4 separate regions of the Sus scrofa genome follow, and all the other regions are linked to region 2. A link is a contact called in public promoter capture Hi-C data. All regions are on one chromosome and are shown on one strand. The core of a region is the stretch at or near the end of the contact, and the rest is flanking DNA. Distances in the headings are between cores, read along the strand shown. Region 1 holds the start of TM9SF4 (transmembrane 9 superfamily member 4). Region 2 holds the start of MAPRE1 (microtubule associated protein RP/EB family member 1). Region 3 holds the start of HCK (tyrosine-protein kinase HCK). Region 4 holds the start of POFUT1 (protein O-fucosyltransferase 1).

The links. Promoter capture Hi-C pulls out the DNA fragments that hold promoters and counts their contacts.
Region 1: a contact with region 2 is called in a promoter capture Hi-C map of fetal liver, with 3 times the contacts expected there. The contact joins the promoter of TM9SF4 here to the promoter of MAPRE1 in region 2. A contact is called at or near these places in 1 of 5 promoter capture datasets (fetal liver), 1 of 47 Hi-C or Micro-C datasets (heart right ventricle) and 1 of 2 datasets of contacts at active chromatin or transcription factors (alveolar macrophages).
Region 3: a promoter capture Hi-C map of fetal liver shows a contact between it and region 2, with 4 times the contacts expected there. The contact joins the promoter of HCK here to the promoter of MAPRE1 in region 2. A contact is called at or near these places in 1 of 5 promoter capture datasets (fetal liver) and 1 of 2 datasets of contacts at active chromatin or transcription factors (alveolar macrophages).
Region 4: a contact with region 2 is called in a promoter capture Hi-C map of fetal liver, with 4 times the contacts expected there. The contact joins the promoter of POFUT1 here to the promoter of MAPRE1 in region 2. A contact is called at or near these places in 1 of 5 promoter capture datasets (fetal liver) and 1 of 2 datasets of contacts at active chromatin or transcription factors (alveolar macrophages).

What each region holds. Positions count from the first base shown.
Region 1 is chr17:35,763,198-35,766,369 of Sscrofa11.1, reverse strand. It overlaps TM9SF4 (transmembrane 9 superfamily member 4), which reads right to left and starts at 1,267. Exons shown (of 18, transcript XM_005672825.3): 1 at 1,024-1,267. The coding sequence starts at 1,038.
Region 2 is chr17:36,388,827-36,392,033 of Sscrofa11.1, reverse strand. MAPRE1 (microtubule associated protein RP/EB family member 1) reads right to left here and starts at 1,265. Exons shown (of 7, transcript NM_001044613.1): 1 at 1,192-1,265.
Region 3 is chr17:35,706,878-35,709,954 of Sscrofa11.1, reverse strand. HCK (tyrosine-protein kinase HCK) reads right to left here and starts at 1,406. Exons shown (of 13, transcript XM_021078145.1): 1 at 1,311-1,406.
Region 4 is chr17:35,855,296-35,858,445 of Sscrofa11.1, reverse strand. POFUT1 (protein O-fucosyltransferase 1) reads right to left here and starts at 1,778. Exons shown (of 7, transcript NM_001129952.1): 1 at 1,646-1,778. The coding sequence starts at 1,778. PLAGL2 (zinc finger protein PLAGL2) reads left to right here and starts at 1,882. Exons shown (of 3, transcript XM_003359941.5): 1 at 1,882-2,079.

The sequences.
Region 1 (3,172 bases), core at 18-2,517, 630 kb after region 2:
TCAGCCGAGTTTCTGTAAGGAGACTGGGCTAGTCCTTCATAGATCTACTTCCAGCGTTCTGCACCAGGAGCCAGCAAGTCCTGACCCACTTTCCTTGTACAGCTTGTCCATACACCCTTATCCTCACACAGGCTTCATCCTAATGAGCTGTGTGGCCCTGTAGGAGCATAGGTAGGTGATGGAGCCACGCGGGGCTGGTATAGTGCTTTTCAAAACAAAATTACAGACCATCATAATCACTGGAGTCTTATAAAAGTGCAGATTCCTGGGCATCACCTAGCCTTACGAATTAGAATCTTTGGAAACTGCATTTTTAACAAGTCTCCCCCATCACCCCTCCCCCCCCCGCCGCCCAGTCTTACGCACAGTAAAGTTGAGAACCAGTGGGATAAAAGCTCCCCAGGAGAGAGGCAGGGAGTTGAGAAAAGGCAGGATAAATGATTAGGGATGGATGTGGGGATGGAGAATGCATGGGGGGCGGGTAAAAGCATGCTTCGGGGCACTGGCAGGCGTTACAGGTGCGCGGTGGGAACAGTCGAGGGTAGTAGTGAGGACATGGCTTGGGCTGGGAGGCTGGACAGAAGTGAGGTCGCATCCGCGTACTAGTCAGGATAGTGGAGAGGCGGAGTGGCGGAGAGAGCGGGGTTTGGACGTGAGAAGGAGCGAAGGTGGAAATAATGGGGGGCTCTTCAGAAGGGACAGGGCTGGGATGTGAAAATTGGAAAGTGGAGGTCATAATGGAAGGGACCAAAGTCAGAATAAGAACTGGCGGAGGGTGCAGCCAAGACCTTTCCTCCGACCCTGTGCCTCCCCCAAAACTTCGGGCCTTGACAGGCCTGAGTGCAGGGCAAAGGCCGGGGCAAGGGGCGGAGTTTATGGATAAACGAGTCCAATCAGGAATGTCTCTCAGGCCTGAGCTAGGGGTCGTGGAGATGGATCAGACCAGGAATAGGACACCAGAGGGTCCTGGGATCCCCGGAGGGCCCCGCTCCTTCTCCGGCTCCCAGAGTCTCCTTCACTCACCATCCCCGCCGCCATCTTGGATCCACGTGTCGCCGTAATGACGTCAGCGGAAGTGGTGTTTCCTTGGTTACGGAGTTGAACTCCTTGAGGTGCTGCCTGGCTTCAGTCGCTCCTGTGGTCACGGTGAGTGGAGGCACGAAGGAGGCTTAGTTCCTGATCGGTAGCCTGGTCTGGGCAATCAGGTCGCTGATTAGGTGAAAAGAGAGGATGGTGTAACTATGGGGACCATATTAACTTCTGGCAGAACCTGCTCCTCCCCCTCCTGCCACTGCATTGTGGGTAATGGCGGTGTGCGTAAACGCGCTTGTTCTGTGGGCTCCATCTTTACTATTGGCAGGGAGACCCTTTGCCAGGGTTACCTGAGGTTCCCCACTGGGTCGGTACCAGGGCTCTATTAACCGAATAATTTGTAATTATGTTTTTAATTATTTGCTTGAATATTCTATATCCTCTCCAATAGATTATAATCCCTCTGTGGGTAAGATGCTGTCTTTAACCTCACTGCCTCATTCGTATCTGTGAAATGGAGAGGGGATTATTATAATACCTTCATTATAGACTTACGGTAAGGATCCAGTGACATAATGTTATGTAGTATTATTCAATAACTAATTGTCATTATACCGTTTTTTTTGTTTGTTTGTTTTTGTTTGTTTTTTTTTTTGGCCGCACCCACTGCCTATGGAAGTTCCTGGGGCTAGGGATCAAACACACTTGATAGCAGCAATCTGAGCCACAATGATAAAGCCGAATCCTTAACCTGCTGAGACACCAGGGAACTCCTCATTATACTCTTATGTATACTCCTTTGAGCATATGGTGGATGCCAATGAATGAAGGAAAAACAGCATAGTTAGTGAAGGAAGACTATATATAATACACACACACACACACACACACACACACACATACTTTTTTTTTTCTTTTTTTTTTTGGCTGCTCTGCAGCATATGAAGTTCCTCTGCTAGGGGTCAGCTCTGAGCTGCCAGATTCTTTAACCCACTGTGCCAGGCCAGGGATCAAACCTGCCTCCTGACACTGCAGACTCTGATGATTCAGTTGTGCCACAGCAGGAATTCCAGGGGAAGACATTTTTGAATGTGGATTTCACCATGTGCTAGCTACCTAAGCGTATGACTCAAGGCAGGTCACTCAACCTTCCTAAGCCTCAGTTTCCAGTATCTGGAAAAGGGAACCCAAAGAGTTGTGGTGTTATCATTGGTCCATGTATCACTGTGAAGTGGATATAGTACCTGTGCTATCTGTAACTGTTAGGGGAAGTTGTTAAAATAATAATGGTTAATAATAATCACTTACTGAACATTTGCTGTGTGCTACAGTGTTTGGCATTATGCAAAAACTATTCGTAAGACTCTAGTCTAATCCTACCTTTTGGTAGGGGGTCAATTGAACTTTGATTCCCCACCTATGAGCATGACTGTGGTGGATTGTGGGCAAAGACGGCTGCCAATAAGCCCTCTCATCTTTGCATGAGGATGCTGTTTCTCCCATCAAGGAGTAAGCTATTTCTCCTCCTTTTGAATCTGGCTGGTCTTATCACTTGCTTTAACCCATAGAATGTTGTATAAATGACCCTGCCAATTCTGAGTCTAAGCCTGAAGAGACTTGGCAGCTTTTGCTTCTATTATCTTGGGTCTAAAGATGTCTGGCTACCCAGCTGGAGAGCCACATGGAGGAGGGAGGCCCAGCTAACTCCTCAAGATACTCTAGATTCCAGCTGAGCACTAGAATGTAAATGAAATCATCACAGACATTCTAACCCTAGCTGAACTGCCAGCCGAATGCAGCCATATGCATAATCTTATCTGATGCCACATGGAGCAAAAAACCTGCCCAGCTGAGCCTAGTTGTTTTAGATTTTGGAGTAGTTTCTCATGCAGCAATAAATAATTGAAACACATATGTAATAACTCCTGTGACCCACACAACCACCCTGAAGAGTAGCAGAACAGATAAATCCTCAAGGGGAGGAAGCTTGAAAGACTAGGGGAGGGATTTGTCTGAAGTGTCACAGCTACTAAGCCATAGGCTCCAAACTTGGAACCACTTCTGGAGCTTGAATCCTAGGTGTTTGCCATTATTTCTGGATGCCTTAAGGGAGATGATTGATAAGGAACAAAACCCCCCA
Region 2 (3,207 bases), core at 16-2,515:
CGTTGCAGTGAGCTGTGGTGTAGGTCGCAGACATAGCTTGGATCCCAAGTTGCTATGACCGTGGTGTAGGCTGGCAGCTGTAGCTCCGATTAGACCCCTAGCCTGGGAACCTCCATATGCCGTGGGTACCGCCCTAGAAAAGGCAAAAAGACAAAAAAAAAAAATTCTCATTCCTGGAAGTCCCCTTGCAGAGTTAAGGATTGGGGTTGCCCCAGCTGAGGTGCAGGTCGAAACCACGGCGTGGAATCAATCCCAGTCCCGGGAAATTCCACAGGCCTCCAGTGAGGCAAAAAAAAAAAAGGATTCTCATTCCCCCATTCCCAAAATGGGGAAGAGGCCAAGCTCTGTCCTGAAGCACTCCAGGTCAGCTACGAAAGGGGCTGGAAAAGCTGTTACACTCATATCACCCTGTCACACTCTTCCCAGTAATCATATGAAATTATCTTTTCCGTGTATTAATTTTCTTATTTACTATCTTCCCACCATAATGTGGAAGCCTGGAAAGCAAGCCTTTGCTCGCCTGCTCCTGGGTGAATAGCCAGCGCTTATCACAGTGCCTAGCACCTAGTGGACGTCCAACAAATACACACGAAGAAAGCAAGAAGTCCAATGAGCTGGCTTCCGAAGGCACCGCCACAAGAGCTTTCTGATATAGGACTCTCTCTCTCCTCCCCGTTTTACAGATGAGGAAACCTGAGGCCCGGAAGGTTACAGCACCTGCTCAAGGTAGCACAGCAGGGAATTCAACACAGGTTTGAACCCAAAACCTGAACTCTTAACCCTCAAATAGCACCGTTTCCTACAATGAAGGTCCTCAGAGATGCCAGCAGGACCCACATCAACCACATACACGCGCTCTTCCCGCTCCGGCCACCCCGGAACCTCTTGCCTCCGCAGTCCAGGTTCCACCGCTCGGCCTCGGCCGCGGCCCATAAGCCCCCACGCCGCCAACAGGCAGCCCCCACTTCCGGCCCGAGGCCCCGCCCCCCCGCGGCAGTGCGGAGAGCGCGCGCCCCTCAGCCCAGCTCGCGCGCGCCGGGTCACGGCCCCGCCCTTCCCCCACCCCGCCCGAACCGCACACCCGTGAGGGAGCGGCCCGGTCGCTGTCGGCACGGCCGGCCTGCGCCTGCCTGGCCCCAGGCCCACCCGACCGCCCCCCGGCCGCCGCCCCGTGCCCGCCAGCCGGCTCACCGGCTCTCCGCGGGACCACGTCCGCTGTCCGTACCCGGCTCCGGTTCCGTCTTCGTCTAGTTCAAACCGCCCGACCCCGCCCGCTCACCCGCGCGATGACCTCACACGCACCCCCCCCGTTACGCGCCGACGTAAAGGCTCGTCATCGCCCGCTGCTCCTTTTATAGAAAGGGACTAAGCCGCGGTCGGGGGAGGAACCTGATCCTTGATCGACGGCTTAGGTGCCCAAGGGGCGGGGCGCCGGCTGCTGGGTAATGCAGCCGCGCGGTCTACCGCAACCAATGAGATTCCCACCTCGGACCAGTGTGACTCCGCCTAGAAGGCGGGATCCAGTTACAAATTCTCCACCCCAGTAGCCAAAAAAAAATTTTTACAATGAATTTCTAGAAAACCGGGTTATTGGGTAAAAAAGTAAATTGATAGACGCCTTGAGGAAAGACTTAAAAGTCACCTCAGAGACACATTCTGTGACTATTCTATGTAAAATGAACCTGAACCTCGTCCTTCTTTTTTCCACATGGTCATCTTGTTTGTTTATGCCTTTATTGTCTGCCTTTCCATGACTTTCACGGAAGCGAGGATCTACTCGGTCCTGTCCTCACTGTGTCCCTGAGCCTGATACATGGGTTCTTAGTAGAGAACTTGCTGGTTGAATTACACCCATTTTACAGAAGAGGAAACTGAGTGTCGGAGAGGTCAACTCCCCATTATCACAAAGGCTGATCCAGGTTTCGAGCTGGTTTTCTGGTAGAAATATCACTTATTCATGTGTAACAAATATTTATTTTCCCTGATCAATCAAGCCCTAGGGATTTGGTGAAGAGCAAGAGCCAGACATAGCCTCTGAGTCTCCAGTCTGGCAGGGAAGGCAGAACACATAACTAATTACACAAATCGCTGTTTAATTACAAACCAGACTTAGTGTTAGGCAGGAGTAGATGGCTGGAGTGATGACACCTGCATTTCAGGGAGTAGGTTCCTGGAGGCCCCTTCTGGGCCAGGTCTCACCCAATTTGTTGCTGAAGGGGATGGGGCTGGGAGGGGGTAGGTAAATTGTTCAGGGAAGAATGGGGTGGAGAGCTGGGGCAGGAGCTATTTATGAACCAGCCTGAGGCATTTCATTATTTTAACCACCCATACTCCTGGGTTGTCTCTCCAGTCTGCAGTGCTCCAAGAGTACAGCACGAGGAAACCTGACCTCATCAGAGCAGTGAGGAAGGATTCCAAGAGACAACATTTGCCCTAAAAGGTGAGATGTTAATCTGGCAAAAGACTTAGGGTAGGAAAAGGCAAACAAGAGGAAGCAGCAAAGGAGCCCTGGAACCAAATTATTATAGCAATGGTAGTATATTAGCAGTATAATGAATTGATACAAAGTAGGGATGAGTAAAGATATTCAAAAATGCTGTGGGCAATAGAATGGTTTACACCCATCTTAGACACAAGGACATTAAGTTTCCAACAGGCTAAGTAAATTTCATAAATAGCAAAGCCAGCAGAGCAGGTCTGGGTTCCAATCCTGACTCCACTAGGAGTTAGAATCAACTGCGATGTGTTTGATGTTCTTAGACCAACGTAGCACATAGTAAGTGTTCCATAAATGTTAGCGATTTCTAGGTTCCTTCTGATTCATTACTATCAACTAAATATCAGCAGCACCTAAAAGTCATTTTGGGTAGTGGAGGATTTGGTGTGGGGATGAGACTAGTGGAGAAAGTCAAGAGGAGCCTCAAGGAGTTCCCATTGTGGCTCAGAGGTAATGAACCAGGCTGGTATCCATGAGGATGCGAGTTCAGTCACTGGCCTCACTCGGTGGGTTAAGGATCCAGCATTCTAGTGGGCTGTGATATAGCGCAGCCGCGGCTGGGATCCTGCGGTGCTGTAGCTGTGGCATAGGCTGGCAGCTGCAGCTTGGATTGGACCCCTAGCCTGGGAACTTCCATATGCCACAGGTGTGATCCTAAAAAGCAAAAAAAAAAAAAAAAAAAAAAAAAAAAGTCACCTCAGGTGCCAGAC
Region 3 (3,077 bases), core at 157-2,656, 680 kb after region 2:
TCCCCGCTCTCCACCCTGGGCTCCCTCCGCAGCCCGAAGACCGTCAGGCCAAGGTGACGAGCTGATGTCGCCCGATCCTGGGTCCGAGAAACTCACCTGGGCGCCCGTTCCTCCTCCGGTGGGCAGCCCGGGTCCTCGCAACTGGAGCGACCCCCCAGCTCGGCAGATCCCGGGGTGCCCGGGCGCCGGTGCCGCAGGGAAGAGAGAGTGACTTTGGAGAAGAGGCTGGGGCTGCGCTCCGAGGTGTTTCGGTGCGTTGTTTTTTGGGGGCCCCTCTTGGCTGAGCTGTCTGCGTCCCTCCCAATCGCCCAGAGTTGCGCCCGGGCTAGGACCTGGGACGCCTTGGCGCCCACAGACCATCTGGGCGCTTTAGCCGCGCCCGGAGTGGTGCTAACCCCGCCCCCGAGTATCCTAAACCCGCCCCCGAAGATTCTAACCCGACCCGGGTTATTCTAATCTCCGTCCCCACCTCCCCAAAATCCTAATCCCACCAAGTAGGAAATTATTTTTAAACCCCGCCCATCCAAAACTTCTAACCCTGTCCCCAAGAATCCTAACCTCCTTCCAGAAGGATAACCCCGCCTCCAAGAATTTTAACCGGTCTCTCAAAGGTCATAACCCCCAGATAACCTAATGCCTTCTCTAATGTATTCGAATTCCATCTCCCAAAGCCCTAACCCCGTCCCAAAGGATTCTAAACCCCGCCCTCCCCAGAACCCCAACACCCCATCTCCTCCCAAGGTCTTAATTCTGCCCTGAAGGATTTTGATTCTCACAGCGGAAGGAATTTTAACCTCGCCTACGGGAGGTTTCTAGTTCTGCCCCCAGGATTTTAATCCCGGCCAACCAAAGGCTTCTAAAAAAGATTCTAACCCAGGCCTCAAGATTTATGACCCTAATCCTAAAGATTCTAATCTCTCTCTTAGGTGATCCTAACCTGTTCCCACAGGATTTTTTTTTTTTTTTTTTCTTTTTAGGGCCGCACCCCGCGGCACATGGAAGTTCCCAGGCTAGGGGTCAAATCGGAGCTACAGCTGTCGACCTACGCCACAGCCAAAGCAACTCGGGATCCGAGCCTCGTCTGCGACCTATACCACAGCTGACCGTAATGCTGGATCCTTAATCCACAGAGCGAGGCCAGAGATCGAACCCCTATCGTCATGATACTAATCGGTTCTTAACCCGCTGGGCTACATCAGGAACTCCCTCACAGGATTTTAATACCCTTTAAACGCCCGACCCCCCCCTTCCAGATTCTCATCGACCCATTCAAAGATTCCATTCCTGACCTCCAGGATTTCTGATCCCACCTATTAAAGGATTCTAAACCGATTCCGGAGGATCTTCACCCCACTGTCGTCATTCGTACAGGATTCTAAATCCACTCCCCCTCCTCCAAGCATTTCGACCTGTTTCCCCACCATTCCAAACCCCTCCTTCTAGCCCAGGCCCCTCCCCCAGGCCGGGTCCTAAGCCTTCCCATCCCTTCTGTGGTCTGCGGTTTCCGCTCTGCAGGCCCCTCGCTATTCAAATCCATGCAAAGTGCCCTGCCCGCAGGAACCAGCCTAGCTCACTCCTTGTCGGTTTCCGGGTAGCTCAGAGGAGTTCCAAAACTGAGTGACGGCAAGTGGAGGCCGCACATGAAAGAGATGTGCCCAGCGCCAGGCAAGGGCACAGCATATCTCCACCTGGAAAGAGAAGGATTCTCACCCAAAATTCTGCTGAACACACCTCCAGAATCCTACTGCGTCTCTGTAGTCCCACTGCTCCTAGCCAGTTCAGGCCACCTTCATCTCTCATTCATTCATTCAGCAATACTGTGCTGGGCTCTGGGCTACACAGGGCTTCTCAACCATGGCACTGGTGACCTTTAGGTCCTGAAATTCTTTGTCTTGGGGGCTGTCCTGTGCATAGTAGGATATTGAAAAGAATTCCTGAATTTCATCCACTAGATGTTAGTAGCAAACCCTCTTCCCCATTCGTGACAGCTAAAAATGTATCCAGACATAACCAAATATCTGAGGAGGGGTGGGAAGGGAGAACAGAAACTTGAATGAGAAAGATAATAACCCTGTTCTTATGTGTTTGGTGTGTGTACCTAAATACATGCCTGCACTTTTAAAAAGCAGATAATGTTTTGATTGTGTGCTTGATTTACTTGGGTGGTAGGTATTCAGTTTTGCCTTTTTTCCCCACTCTATCACTCGATACTGTTACTATCTAGCTATGCTGCCAAAGGTAGTTGTCTACATCCTCCATAGTCTATGTATCCATTCCCCTAGTCATGGATGCCCAGACGGCACACTACTTCACAGTACCATAAACACAGCTGCAATGGACCGCCTCATACGTGTCTCCTTATGAACCCATGTGAGAATTTCATAAAGAATTGCTTGACCAAGAATGCTTACGTAATGGCTGCTGCCTGGATTCCTCTCCCACCACTTCCCCATATCTTTTTTTTTTTTTCCCCTGCTTTTTAGGGCTGCACCCACCACATATGGTGGTTCCCAGGCTAGGTGTCCAATCAGAGCTGCAGCTGCCAGCCTACGCCACAGCCACAGCAACTCAGAATCTGAGTCGCTGTCTGGGATCTACACCACAGTTTATGGCAACGCCGGATCTTTATCCCACTGAGCAAGGCCAGGGATGGAACCTGCGTCCTCATGGATACTAGTCAGATTGTTTCCACTGAGCCACAGTGGTCACTTCCCCATATCTTGATTGACCCTTGACACCATCTACTGGTCTTAATTTGAATTCCCAAGAAGCAGACCTTAGACATGGATTCAAGTGAATGTTGATTATTTGGAAGATACAAAAATCACTAGTAAGGACGTAAATGATTGAGACAGGGCAAGAGAAGGAAGCCAGTTAAGAGAGTATCATCAAGCTCCAACCGTGGGCTCCTAGAGCTCAATCCCATTGGGGAGCAAACACTGCAGACAGTGTGCTATGCCCACTTCAGAGTTTTCCCACCCGAGACATGAGGGAGGTGGGGCATTTATATACCAACTCCTGGCAGACATTGGATGAGGGTGCTCCTCCCAGTGGGGGAGGGTATTAATACTCCAGCA
Region 4 (3,150 bases), core at 529-3,028, 530 kb after region 2:
GTTCCATCAGCCAGGAGTGCCCTTCCACCGCTCTTGCCTCTCACTTACACTCCAATGCCTCACTCACTGGGATGCCTTTCACTACCCCTCTGCCGAATTCAGTCTCCCTCCTCTGCCTCCCACCTTTGATCTGAGTTACTTATGGCTTTCCACTCTTCCTAGAATGTCTTTTCACACTTCCTGGCCTTCTGCTGTTTCCTCAGCCTCTGAATGCCTCAGGGGTAAGGACCCTGTCTGATTCTTTGCATTATACCCAGTATGACATCCATTCATTCATTCCACAAATGTTGACCAGCTCCAATCCAAGTCAGGTGCTCTGCTAGGTGTTGCTGAGATACAGGCGTGAGCACGGACAAGGTCTCTCCCTTCAAGGCCTTCACAGTCCAGCCAGGGGGACATTAAACATATAGTGATAAGGAGTTCCCGTTGTGGCTCAGTGGTTAACGAATCTGGCTAGGAACCATGAGGTTGAGTCCCTGGCCTCAAATCAGTGGGTTAAGGATCCGGCATTGCCACGTGCTGTGGTGTAGGTCACAGCTGTGGCTTGGATCTGGTGTTGCTGTGGCCATGACGTAGGCCAGCAGCTACAGCTCCAATTGGACCCCTAACCTGGGAACCTCCATATGTCACAGGTGCGGCCCTAGAAAAGACAAAAAACAAAAACATACAGTGATAAATTTTGATACATTCAAAAAATAAATTAAAAAAAAAGATACATCCAAAATAAAATTTAAAACGTTTGGTGATAGAGAACAATTTGGAGAAGGTTATTTGGGTTGAGGTCAGTGAAGTGCTTTCTGGTGACATTTAAGCTCTGGCTGAGGATGGGGAGGAGCTGGTCTGGCAGAAGGCAAGAAGAGGGTGTTCCAGGCAGAGGGACTAGCATAGGCAATAGCAGAAGCTGCAGGATCCAAGCATGTGTAAGGAACAGAAGGGATAACTGTGCCTACAGCTGGAGAATCTGGGAAGAGTGTGGTGGAGATAACGGGCAGAGGGCCAAATCTTCATGGTCAGGAGTCTGGAGGATGTTAGGAAGGAATGATTTTAACAATAAAAATCCACCATCCCACTTAAACTGCAGCCCTCAATCAGCCTTTAGATTCTTCCTTACCCTGCTCTATTTTATTTTCCCATAGCGCTCATCCTCTCCTAAGATACTGTGTAGTTACTTATTTTTTATGTTTTCCTTTTATGGTCTGTCTTTCTCAACTAAAACGAAGGCTTTTCAAGGGCATGGAGCTTTGCCTTATCACCACCGTATTCCCAGAGCAGAGAATAGGGCTGGGCACAGAGGAGGCGCCCTGTGAATATTTGTTGAATGAATGAAAGAATCGCCCAGAGGAGCGTTGCATCAGTGACAACAAGTCCTGCCCCACTACATTTAGTGGACTGGGCTGGCTTAGACCTCGAGCCAAGACACTTAAACTCTCCTGGCCTCAGTATTCTCATCTGCCAAATGGAAGCTTGGACAAAGAGGGCCCTCAGTGCCCTGGCAACTAGGGCAGAGAGGCAAGAAGCAGGCCCTGCCCCTCGCTGGGGTCTTTTCTCGGACATGCCAAGGCGTCTCTTGGGTGCCTCAGAGGAGCGGCTTCTCCTCTCTGGGCCTCAGTTTCCCCATCTGAGCAGAGGGCTCAGGAGGCCTTACCCATGCATGGGCAGTAGAGCAGATAACCGGCCGGGTCCCAGGAGACCGCAGGCAGCCCCGGGAGCGGCAGAAGTAGCAGCAGGAGAGACACAAGTGGCGGCAGGGGCGACGATGCCCACGCGGCGGCGCCCATATCTGCTCCGGAGCCCGAGCACGCAACGGCGCGGAGGCGGGGAGTGAAGGAGGGGCGCGAGCGTCCGCCCCGCTCCCGGCGGTCTGCGCGCGCCGCCCGCGCACCGCCCCGGCCGCTCTAGCCGGCGGGCGGGCGGGACCATAGAGAGCCCGCGGCACCGCCCCCTCCCCTGCCCGAGCTCCCGCTCGCGCGGCTCCCACAATGCACCGCACAATGGCCCGACCGCCGCCACTACCGGGGCCTGAGCGGGCCTGGCGGAGCCCGAGCGCGGCCCGGCCCGCAGCGCGGGGCCCCGAGCGCGGTGAGTGCCGACGAGGGCCCCGGGGGACGGCGGGGAGCGGGGCGGGAGGCCGTCTTGTTGCGCCCGCGCTCCCCGCTCCCAGAGCGGCGGCGCCCCTCATCGCGGGCCCCTCAGCGCGGTCGCCCACACCCCCGACCGGAGGTCCCCTTTGCTCCAGCGCGGACCCAGATAGGCCCCAGGGAGACAAAAACTCTCCCTGGACCCGATATCCGGGTCTGGGGTACCCGAAGAAACCCTCTGCCCCCCTCCTTTCCGAGACCTGGAGATGTAGCCCTGGGGGGGTCACCCACTCCCGACCCCCAGGCTCCCTGGAGACCCAGATAACGCGCTGCTGACCTTACTAGGAACTCGGGTCTGGGGGACGCAGATAAGCTGCACCTGCTCCCTCCCTTTAGACACGCCTACCCGGACCCACATAACCCCCTTTCCTGCTCCAAATAGTGCGCTCTTTCCCTTCTGTTCTATTCCCCGCAACCACATAGCCCTTTTTGAGCCTTTTCCCAAATATTTGGTTCTGGGAAACCCACATGAGCCCTATGCAGAAACCCCTTCTCGAGGGTCGTAACCCCCAAGCCCTAGACAGCTTACACCCAGTACCATTTTGAGTCTTGAAATTCAGGGAATTCGCTTTTAGCCCCTTTAACCTACCAGCCCTTGGTAATCCGCCCTGCTCCCTCCACACCGTCTCTTTCTTTGCGGGTCGGTGGGTTCCTCTTAGGGACCCAGATAACTTGCTCCTCCCTACCTCTCATCCCTGAAACCCGAATTTCTGTCCCTGGCCTGGCAGCCGTCCACCCCCAGCCCTCCCAGCTAAGGCGTTTAACATGCCTGCCCGCAGTATGGTGGTCTAGAAACTGCCCAGGAGCCAGGGGGTTCCCTGCAAATTCTGTCCCAGGCTGTGGCCCCAGCTGGGTGGGGGAAAGGGACCTGTAAGCTGCAAGATAAGGGGACCTCAGGTGTGGGGAGTTGTTGATGTTTTCACCTACAAGTGTACCTGTTTGCTGGCTTGTGTGTATTCCCACCTGTCTGCCTGGGACTCTGAAATAGTCTGGCCTGGGGTTTCTAACCCTA